2 separate regions of the Mus musculus genome follow, and region 1 is linked to region 2. Evidence: chromatin contacts called from public HiChIP or PLAC-seq data. All regions are on one chromosome and are shown on one strand. Each heading gives the region's core, a stretch centred on a gene start, on an enhancer-like site or on the middle of the called end of the contact. The rest is flanking DNA. Distances are from core to core; before and after follow the strand shown. Region 1 has its middle 13 kb from the start of Pdha1. Region 2 overlaps Gm39546 (a long non-coding RNA gene).

Evidence for each region. HiChIP or PLAC-seq counts read pairs in DNA pulled down with a chosen protein or histone mark.
Region 1: a contact with region 2 is called in an H3K27ac HiChIP or PLAC-seq map of large pre-B cells, with 5 times the contacts expected there. The contact joins two enhancer-like sites. A contact is called at or near these places in 1 of 484 Hi-C or Micro-C datasets (embryonic stem cells) and 1 of 115 datasets of contacts at active chromatin or transcription factors (large pre-B cells).

The regions. Positions count from the first base shown.
Region 1 is chrX:160,148,741-160,153,501 of GRCm38.p6, forward strand. No RefSeq gene overlaps it. Among named protein-coding and RNA genes, the nearest start is that of Pdha1, 13 kb to the left of the region's middle. Within about 2 kb of position 2,836, at least 3 of the 459 cell types and tissues checked have an H3K27ac peak or open chromatin away from gene starts, as enhancers often do.
Region 2 is chrX:159,507,796-159,512,418 of GRCm38.p6, forward strand. It overlaps Gm39546 (a long non-coding RNA gene), which reads right to left. Exons shown (of 3, transcript XR_878290.2): 2 at 926-1,066; 3 at 1-147. Among named protein-coding and RNA genes, the nearest start is that of Gm39546, 6.5 kb to the right of the region's middle. Within about 2 kb of position 3,021, at least 79 of the 459 cell types and tissues checked have an H3K27ac peak or open chromatin away from gene starts, as enhancers often do.

The DNA of each region.
Region 1 (4,761 bases), core at 1,586-4,085, 640 kb after region 2:
GGTACTAATGCTTGCATAGCCAGAAGCACTCAAACCTACCAAGCCATCACCCTATCACTATTCATCCTTCTCACACAACTTGAAAATTCTTTCCTTTGGCCATTCATGGGGTAAAAACTTTCATGAGGCATTCTGGGATTTGCTGGAAATACAAAAGTGCTTGCTAAGTGAAGAGAGCGACAATGATGTCAATAATATGCTTTGTTTGGGGATTTTCCAGGCATTATCTACCACCACAGAAAGATCCTATAACCAACAGCAAGGCTTCAAGTGGTATTTGAGTCACTGAACTAACATCCAAGTCAGGCTACACTCACAGCTGTTACAGCCACATGGGTTCTCTGTTTACTGTCACTTTTCAAGCCCATGCGTTTGCCTCCAACAAATGGCTTTAACTTCTTAAATCCACAGCCATTAAAAAGTCTATACCTGCTGTGTGTGCCTAGGTTAGACTATCTACATCTTTTACTTTAGAAATGTAGGCAGGTGTGTTATGGCGATGTTTCAAATGGCCATGAGAACCAGGCCTACTGGCTCACACTTGTAATCTCAGCACTTCATAAGCTAAGGCAGAAAGAGCACTGTAAAATCCAGCCAGCTTGTTTCATGAAGTGTTTTTCAGGCTAATATGGACTCTGGAGTCCCTACATCAAAAAACAAAGGGGGGTGGGCACGGGCTATGGGAGAATTGTGCCTTTTCTTCCAATGAAGCTAGCACACTTCACTAAGTTAGTGGCTCTTGGTTTGCTTTCCTGGCCCCCAAATTTGGTAAGGAATGTGGTAGTCTGCATGAGAATGAGCCCCTAGGCTCATATTGGAATATTTGATCCGCAGTTAGTGGAACCGTTTGGGAAGAATTAGCATGTGTGGCCTTGTCTTCTCTTTGCCTGTAACTTGTAGCTCAGATGTGAGCTCTCAGCTACTGCTCCAGCACCATGCCTCCTCCTGCCTGGTGGCCTATCTGCCTGCATGGCACCAAGCTTTCTGCCATGTGGAGGATGGACTAAGCCTCTGAAAATGTAAGCAGTTCCCCAGATAAATGCCTTATGCTTTACATTGCCTTGGTCATGATGCTTCAATGATGCTTCATCGCAGCAATAGAACAGTAAGGCACTGCTTGAGTTGCCTTTGGTAATCTGGCCCATCTGTGGTCCAGATTCTACCTAAGTCTATTGATTCCCTAAGGTTATTCCCATGATAGGTCAGCTTTTATTGGGGCAACAGTAAAAATGCCAGACCTATGTGCCTATTCATAGAAATATATTCAAAATTATGTCTATTCAGAAAATGTGAGCAAAGATGGATGGAGTGTGTCTCACCCCATTTTCTCTTGTATCACTGCTTCCTGCCACCCTGTCAATGCTAACATACTGTGAGGGGGACTTTCTGCCATGCCTTCCTTAAAGAAAGTTGGTATTCCACTTTGGTATGTTAGTGCTACCTTCAGGGACTTTTTTTCTCTTATTTTGGCTTTATTTTATTTTATTTTATTTTATTTTATTTTATTTTATTTTATTGAGACTGATCTCACTATCCAGCTCAGCCTGTCTGGAAAATAGTATCTCCATAACACTTTAGGGACTGGGGTTATTTCCAGCACTGGGCAATTTAGGCCTTTTGCTCATGAATAAATTAAGGTCCAAGGCTAAAGGAAGATGGTGACAAGCTGAAACTAGAACACAGAATTCCTGAGATTTTGCCTAATAGCCCATATGTTAGGCTTTTAACAGTAAGGGAGTAAATGCATGCACAATAATTTCATGCTCCTTGGATCTATACTATGTGCAATGACTAGAATTCGGTCAAGAGTGCCATCAACACATCTACTAATTAACTGGACTCTTCTACATCCCAGATCAGCCATTTACCCTGTGATGTACCCTAATCAGGGAGTCACACAGGAAGACCTGTGCCATGCGGGGTTGAAGAATCCTCATCAGTAGTCCATCTATTAGAAAGCCTGTGAGAGTACCCTACTTATGTTTGTACCAGAGGTCTGGAAGTACAGCTCAGTTGGTAGAGCACTTACTGATCATGCACTGAGCCCTGAACTCAAACCTCAAAACTACATGTAAAAAGCAAGTGTGATGGTGTATGCCTATAATCCCGCCACTTGTAAGATGGAAGTGAAAGGTCATCCTAAATTGCATACCAAATTTGAGACTAGCCTGCCATACATAAGATACCTTCTCTCAAAAATTAAAATAAAAAAAATCTTGTAACAGAGGAATGTATTGACTAATCTAAGAAGTGCTAGGAATAAGTTTGAGTGGGAAAGTGGTATTCTGGAGATGTGGGGGACATGAATTCCGAGGGGTCTTTGTCCCTGCATGAGCAGAATAGAGCAACCCAGGAGCCCAAGGCCAGGGACCCTGAAAGTCATGGCCTTATGGTTGCTTTTTTGGAAGGCCCTGTCACATGACTGAGTAGGCTTTGGACCAGCACGTCAGCCTAGTCAGGCATCACAAGGACAGATGATGTTACCACACTCAGGAGAACAGGCTGTGCATGAGACAGGATATGCAGCGGAGTGTGTAACTGCCTCATAAGAAAGAAGCATAGGCCTTCAGTCCTTTTCCAGTAGCTTGGGTACAAGTCTGAAGACCAATCATGTACTTTAGAATCTTTGGCAATTCAACTAAGCAGCATCTTTCATCAGCATCAGCATTGTAATAGAGAAGCCTTTGTTCTGCAATAGCTGGATAATACTAGCAGGTTATACTCTAACACTGGGGAACAAGAAATCCCAATCAGAAAACACCTTCTCTGTAGCAACAGCCATAGTTTCCAGCCCAGCCATGTGATCATAAGAGGAAGCAGCCAGTACTTTGTAGTGTGTTGCTTGGCTACACGGATCAGTAGTTAGGTTACTACTCAGACCCGAAAGGATATGCATGGTATGTACTCATAAGTGGATATTAGCCATACAGTACAGGATATTCACAGACTCAAAGCTAAATAACAAGGAGGACCCAAGAGAGGATCTTTGAATCTCACTCAGGAGGGGAAATAAAATACCCATCCTAGGTGGATAGATGAAGGAAACTGGGTAGGAGAAGAGATGGGGAGGGGAACAGGGGTGAGGGGATAAGGTATAGGGAGAGCGAGAAAGAGAGGGCAGGAAGAGACTGAACAGATGGGTGGGCAACAGGCAAGAGAGGGGGGGGGCATCTCTAGGATGCACCAGAGACCTGGGATGGGGAGGCTCCAGGGAGTCTATGGGGGTGGCTCTAGCTGAGACTCCTCGCAGTGGGGATATGGAACCTGAAATGGCCACCTCCTGTAGCCAGGCAGGCTCCCAGTGGAGGGATATGGACATCAACCCATCCATAAAACCTTCGACCCAAAATGTGTCCTGCCTATAAGATGTGCAGGGACAAAGATGGAGCAGAGACTGAGGGAATGGGCAACCAATAACCAGCCCAACTTGAGATCCATACCACAGGCAAGAACTAGTATCTGACACTATTAATGATACTCTGTTATGCTTGCCTAGCATAACTGTCCTCTGAGACACTCTATCCAGCAGTTGACCAAAACAGGTGCAGAGGCTCACAGCCAAACATTAAACAGAGCTTGGCAAGTCTAGAGAAGAGTTAGGGGAAGGATTGAGGAACCTGAAGGGGATAGAAACTCCACAAGAAGACCAACTGTGTCAACTAACCTGGACCCTTGGGGTTCTCAGAGACTGAACCACCAACCAAAGAGCATACGCAGGCTGGACCTACCCTCCTCAACCTCCACACATATGTAGCAGATGTGCAGCTTTGTCTTCTTGAAGAGGTCTCCCAAAAAGTAAAGCCTAGGCTTACCTTGACTCTGTTGACTGTCTGAAGACTGTGCTGCCTTGTCTGGCCTCAGTGGAGAAGGATGTGCCTAGTCCTGCAGTGACTTGATGTGCCAGAGTGAGGGGATACCCAAGGGGACCTCCCCCTCCCAGAGGTGAAGGGGAGGGTGAATAGGAGAAGGGCTGCATGAAGGGGAACTGGAAAGAGGAGGGGGGGTGTTGTTCAGATGCAGAGTGAATAAATACATGAATTAATGGGAAATAGGTTCATAATGAATTTTTGTGTGTGTGTGCACGCATATGCATGTGTGTGTGTTGGGAAGTGTGCCTTGTGTTCACTCAGAGATCAGAAGAGAATGTTAGGTGTCTTGTTATATTGCTCTCCATCTTATGACCCCAGACTGGGTCTCTTACTGAACCTGGGACTAAGTTGGCCACCAGCAAGTCCCAGTGATCCTCCTGTCTCTGCCCCCCCCCCCCCACATAGCTGGGGTTGCAGGCATGTGCATAGTCACAGCCAGATTTTTGCTTGGGTACTGAGGATTTGAACTCATGCTTACACAGCAAGCACTATTACATACTGAGTCATATCCCCATTGCCCTTAAAATGCATTTTTAAAAATCTATCACATATTCAACTTACATTGTAGAAGGAGGAAAAATTGTAATGACATAATAATCCCATACAGATCAATTCCATGGTAGGAATCACAAGGAAAACATCACCCATTTGTGAGCAGATGGCTACGTGGAACTCTACCCAGGATAACAAGGGGACAATCTTCTTTGGTGTGCCATTGAAGATAAACTCCACTAGGGGGTACTGCAACTGTAGTAAGACTGAAACAGAGATGTACAATTGCATAAACTTTGTGTTGGGCCTGTTTCATGCTAAAAAGACCTTCTCTGCTATGACCAATTCCTCAGGATGTGTTTCAATATGTAAAAAGAGATGACTGTTTTATAAGGCTGTA
Region 2 (4,623 bases), core at 1,771-4,270:
CACCTGAGTTGAGTTGAGCTCCAGAACTCACTCAAAATACCAGGAAGGGTGACACAGAGTTGCAATTCCCGCACTGAGGAGGCAGAAACCAGAGGATCCCTCGGGGCTAACTGGCCAGCCAGTCTAGCCCAGTTGATGAGCTCCAGGCTAATAAAAAAAAAAAAAAAACTATCTCAAAGGAGGTAGATGACGACATTCATACAAATGAATGACACCTGAGATTTTCCTCCAGCACCTACACACACATATACATACAAGAGTACACACACACCACATACACAAACACACACATACACACACACACACACACACACACACACACACACACACACACACGCAGGACCATGAAAGGCAGCCTGGTTCCAGGTTGAACAAAGGTTAGAAACCCCAGTGACCCTGAAGGGACTGCAGGCATTTTGCCACGCTCCTGGACACTAGGCTCCTGGCAGAAGGCCATAGCCCTCCATAGACGTGTCCTTCAGTCATGTAAGGGCAATGCCCCAAGCCCCTCTGTAGGTAGAAGATGTGACCACAGATCACATAGCCTCAAGACAGAGCTCCATTTTAATGAGGTAACTAAAGGCCTGGAGACAGCCAATTAAGCTTTCCTTCCCAGACACTTCTCCGTGTAAAAGGTTATTTAACATCAGGCCCGCCCTTTCCGCCATGACAATAAATGTCTTAAGACCATGGACTGTCTCTTTTCACCAGCATCCGAGGGACCGAGCCAGAGCTCCCCTCTTTCCCCCTCTGCCCCGGGCTAGATCCAGCCCTCAGACCCCCCACTGTGTTCTCGCTCTTCCACAGCTCCCAGCTGTGCCTGGGTGCCCAAGAGCCCGGGAACCAGACATCTCCGGCCCCCCTGCAGGCCCGGAACTCCGAGCCAGCTCCTGCAGTCCCAAGGACCTTAGACTGTCCTTCTTACCCCTGGAGCGGTGTTCCGAAGCTTCCAACACCTGCCCGGCAAACGGCAGTGGCTGGGGTCAGTGCAGTCAAACTTTCCGTGTCCCACCTCCCTGAGCGGCCTGAGCCCTGTAGCAGAGCAAACACGGGACTCCCAGTAATCCTACACACACACACACACACACACACACAGAGAGAGAGAGAGAGAGAGAGAGAGGCATAAAGTAAAGGTTATCCAAGTGGTGCATAACTCATCTCTGCATTGGACAGTAGAGATACGAAGATCAATAGTTGAAAGTGAGCCTTGGCCTACATGAAATCTTGTCTCAAATAAAAAAATAAAAAAAATAAAACAACAAAAAGAAAGAACAGTGACCATGCCCCCCCCCAAAAAAAAAGTTTGTATCACGGGCCAGAAGAAAAGGAGAAGTCAAGGCCAGCTCAGCATTACCCATCAACTGTCATTAACAATTAGCAGGAAACACATGTGGCTCTTTCAATGTGTGATCTAAACATTGACGTTAATACTGCGACCACACTCAATACAACCTAAAATAGAACACACACACAAACTCTGGGGAAATCTAGGCCAGCAGTGTTTTCAAGGGACAAAGGAGTTATCTGCCCTACTTTATTTTTTATTCCTAACAGCCTTTTCAAAAAAAGCCACATAGAAGGGGAGCTGCAATACACGTCAGACCCACCTATTAATTTTCCTCTGAATCTCTCTCTTTCTCCAACAAATGACATGGATGGTGAGTACTTTGCCTAAGCCTATATCAAAGCATGAATTAATTGCCCTTTAAATTTTTTTCTGATTTAAGCATATAATAGTCATTATTCTCTAGAGGAAGATGTATATATGTGCACGTATGTATGTGTTAGTATGTATGTATGTACATTCTGTTGTATAGCTTTTTTTTTTTTTCGTTTTTTGAGACAGGGTTTCTCTGTGTAGCCCTGGCTGTCCTGGAACTCACTCTTTAGACCAGGCTGGCCTGGAACTCAGAAATCTGCGTGTCTCTGCCTCCCAACTGCTTGGATCAAAGGTGTGCGCCACCACTGCCCGACTTGTATAACGTTTTTTTTTAAAGATTTATTTATTTATTGTATGTAAGTACACTGTAGCTGTCTTCAGACACACCAGAAGAGGGCGTCAGATCTCATTACTGATGGTTGTGAGCCACCATGTGGTTGCTGGGATTTGAACTCCGGACCTTTGGAAGAGCAGTCGGGTACTCTTACCCACTGAGCCATCTCACCAGCCCATAGCATTTTTATACTAACAGAAAAACTCCTTGCAGGAGAAAGAGGGGACTCATGATACTCAGGATGTAAAAAAAAAAAAAAAAAAAAAAAAACCACAAGTCCAGAAAAACTGTAATTTCCAAGCTGAGAGCTGCAAGATATACCAGGCCTATACCAGGCCGGTCACCAGTGCTCTCCAAATAAACAATTGCTAGGGAGGAGACGGAGACTCTTGGAGGGCTCTAGGGGCTTTCGCCAGACTTACACCCACCTGCCTCCGGTCAAGGCTAGGCCAAGTTCCATTCTCCACTCACTGGAATCTTCTTGAGTAAAAAATTCTCAGAATGTACTGACTGATGTCACTGGACCCTCGGGAAAGTCCCAGTAGAGTTCCAATGCAGGCCATGCTTGCTAGCCGATAGAGTTAACCTTGCTGACGTAACCTGTGTCTCTGTGATGTAAAAACTGCTTGTAATAGCCATTTAGGGTCGCCTTCTTGTCACTCACCTCAAGGGACCGATTGAGGGTTGACCCTGGAAAATAAACCTCTTGCTTTTGCATTGATCTGTGTCCCAGTGTCTCACTAGGGGGCATCGCAAAGTAAGTACCATTGACCGAGGGTTGGGGGGGAGGTCTTACATTTGGGAGCTTCATCCAGGATTCGAGGAGACTCCCCTAGTGACCACCCACTAGACTTATTGGAGGGAAAAAGACCAAGCACGACAGCAGGCGCTTATTCATAAGCGTTTGTCTGTCTGTGTCCGTTTCTCTGTCTTTTGCTTTCACTTTTGGCTCGAAAGCACAGTGTATTGGCTGGAAAGCCTCTGGTCTGCTGCGGTCAATGGCGGCAGGCAAACGTGCCTCTGACCCTGGGGAATCTGGAGGACGCTTCAGGCCCCACCCCCACCCCCGGAGGGAGTTGGGATGACTCTGCTCCTTTTGGAAGCAGCAAGACACAGCATTAGTGGAAGCCGACCAAGTCTTGCTATAACCTGGTTTCTACACCCATGGCAGGGGCGAGAACTGTCTGTATAACCTGGTTTCTGTGCCTGTGGCAGGGGCGAACTGTCTGTGTGTTGATTGTCTTTTTCTGTGTTCTTGGACTTGGACTGACGTTATTTTTGGACATAAAACAGACTGAATCTACCCGGTTAAACATCCTAGTTAACCACTGGAGGGAAGTTAGGGAAAGAGGAGAAAACTTGTCAGTAGTAGGAGAAGTTAGTTACTCTCTGCTTCTCTGAATGGCCCAACTTCGGAGTAAGGTGGTCACCCGTAGGGACTTGCAGGTGATCAAAGCAGTAGAGGAGAGAGTCTTTAGGCCAGGATCCCTCAGGAATCCAGACCAAGTGCCCTATATAGTTACCTGGAAGAATCTCATGGAGGGCTCCCCTTACCCCCATGGATAAAAGGGTCTTTCCCTAAGACCCACCTGGCAGGTTCTGGCTGTCAGGGAAAAGGAAGCACGGGAGGAGGGATCCGGACCTGAGAAGAAGTCGATCCTCCAAGACCCTTCAACAGTGGACCTTTTGCTCCAAGACCTTTCTCCTCCATATTCCCCTACCCTTGCCCCCCATGGCCCCACCAGTGCCAGAACCAGTCCCAGGATCCTCAGTCCATAAGGGTGCTATTGCACCCCCATTTACCAGAGGGAGGAGTGGGAGGAGATCCCCCCCAACTGGTCCTGCTATGGGGACCCAAAGTCTGAGAACTACCTCCCCTGATACCACAGTGGCTCTCCCACCTCTAGACAAGAGCAATCAGGCTATGCAATATTGGCACCTCTCTTCTGCCAACTTGTACAACTGGAAGGCCCAACATCCCCCTCCTTTTAGATAACCCCAAGGGGCTGATTAATCTCTTTGAGACTGTTTTATTTATTTATCAGCCCACCTGGGATGATATCCAACAACTCATGAGAGTGATCCTCACGACCGACCGAAGAGTGAGAGAGGATAATACAGGAAGCCAGAAAGAATGGCCTTCAGACACGGGGGCACCATCGATTGACCAGGCTGTCATCAACAGTGGGTTTCCCCTGACTAGACCTGGCTGGGACTTTAATACAGCAGAAGATAAGGGGCACCTGAAGGTCTACCATCAGGCTTTGTTGGCAGATCTCAAGGGGGCCACACAATGACCCACCAATTTGACCAAGGTACATGAGGTTACGCAGGGACCAGATGAGTCACTCTCAGCCTTTCTAGAGCAGCTCATGGAGGCATTCTTCCAATATACACCCTATGACCCCAGCAGTGAGAAGCACAAAGCTACTGTGACTATGGCTTTTATAGACCAGGCTAGTAGAGGTAGCGGGAAAAGGCTTCAGAGGCTAGAGGAACTGCAGGATAAATCACTGAGGGATTTAGTGCAGGTTGCTGAGAAAGTCTACTGTAACAGGGAGACAGAGGAGGAGAAGGAGCAGAGAGAGAAAGAGAAAGAGAAAGAGAAAGAGAAAGAGAAAGAGAAAGA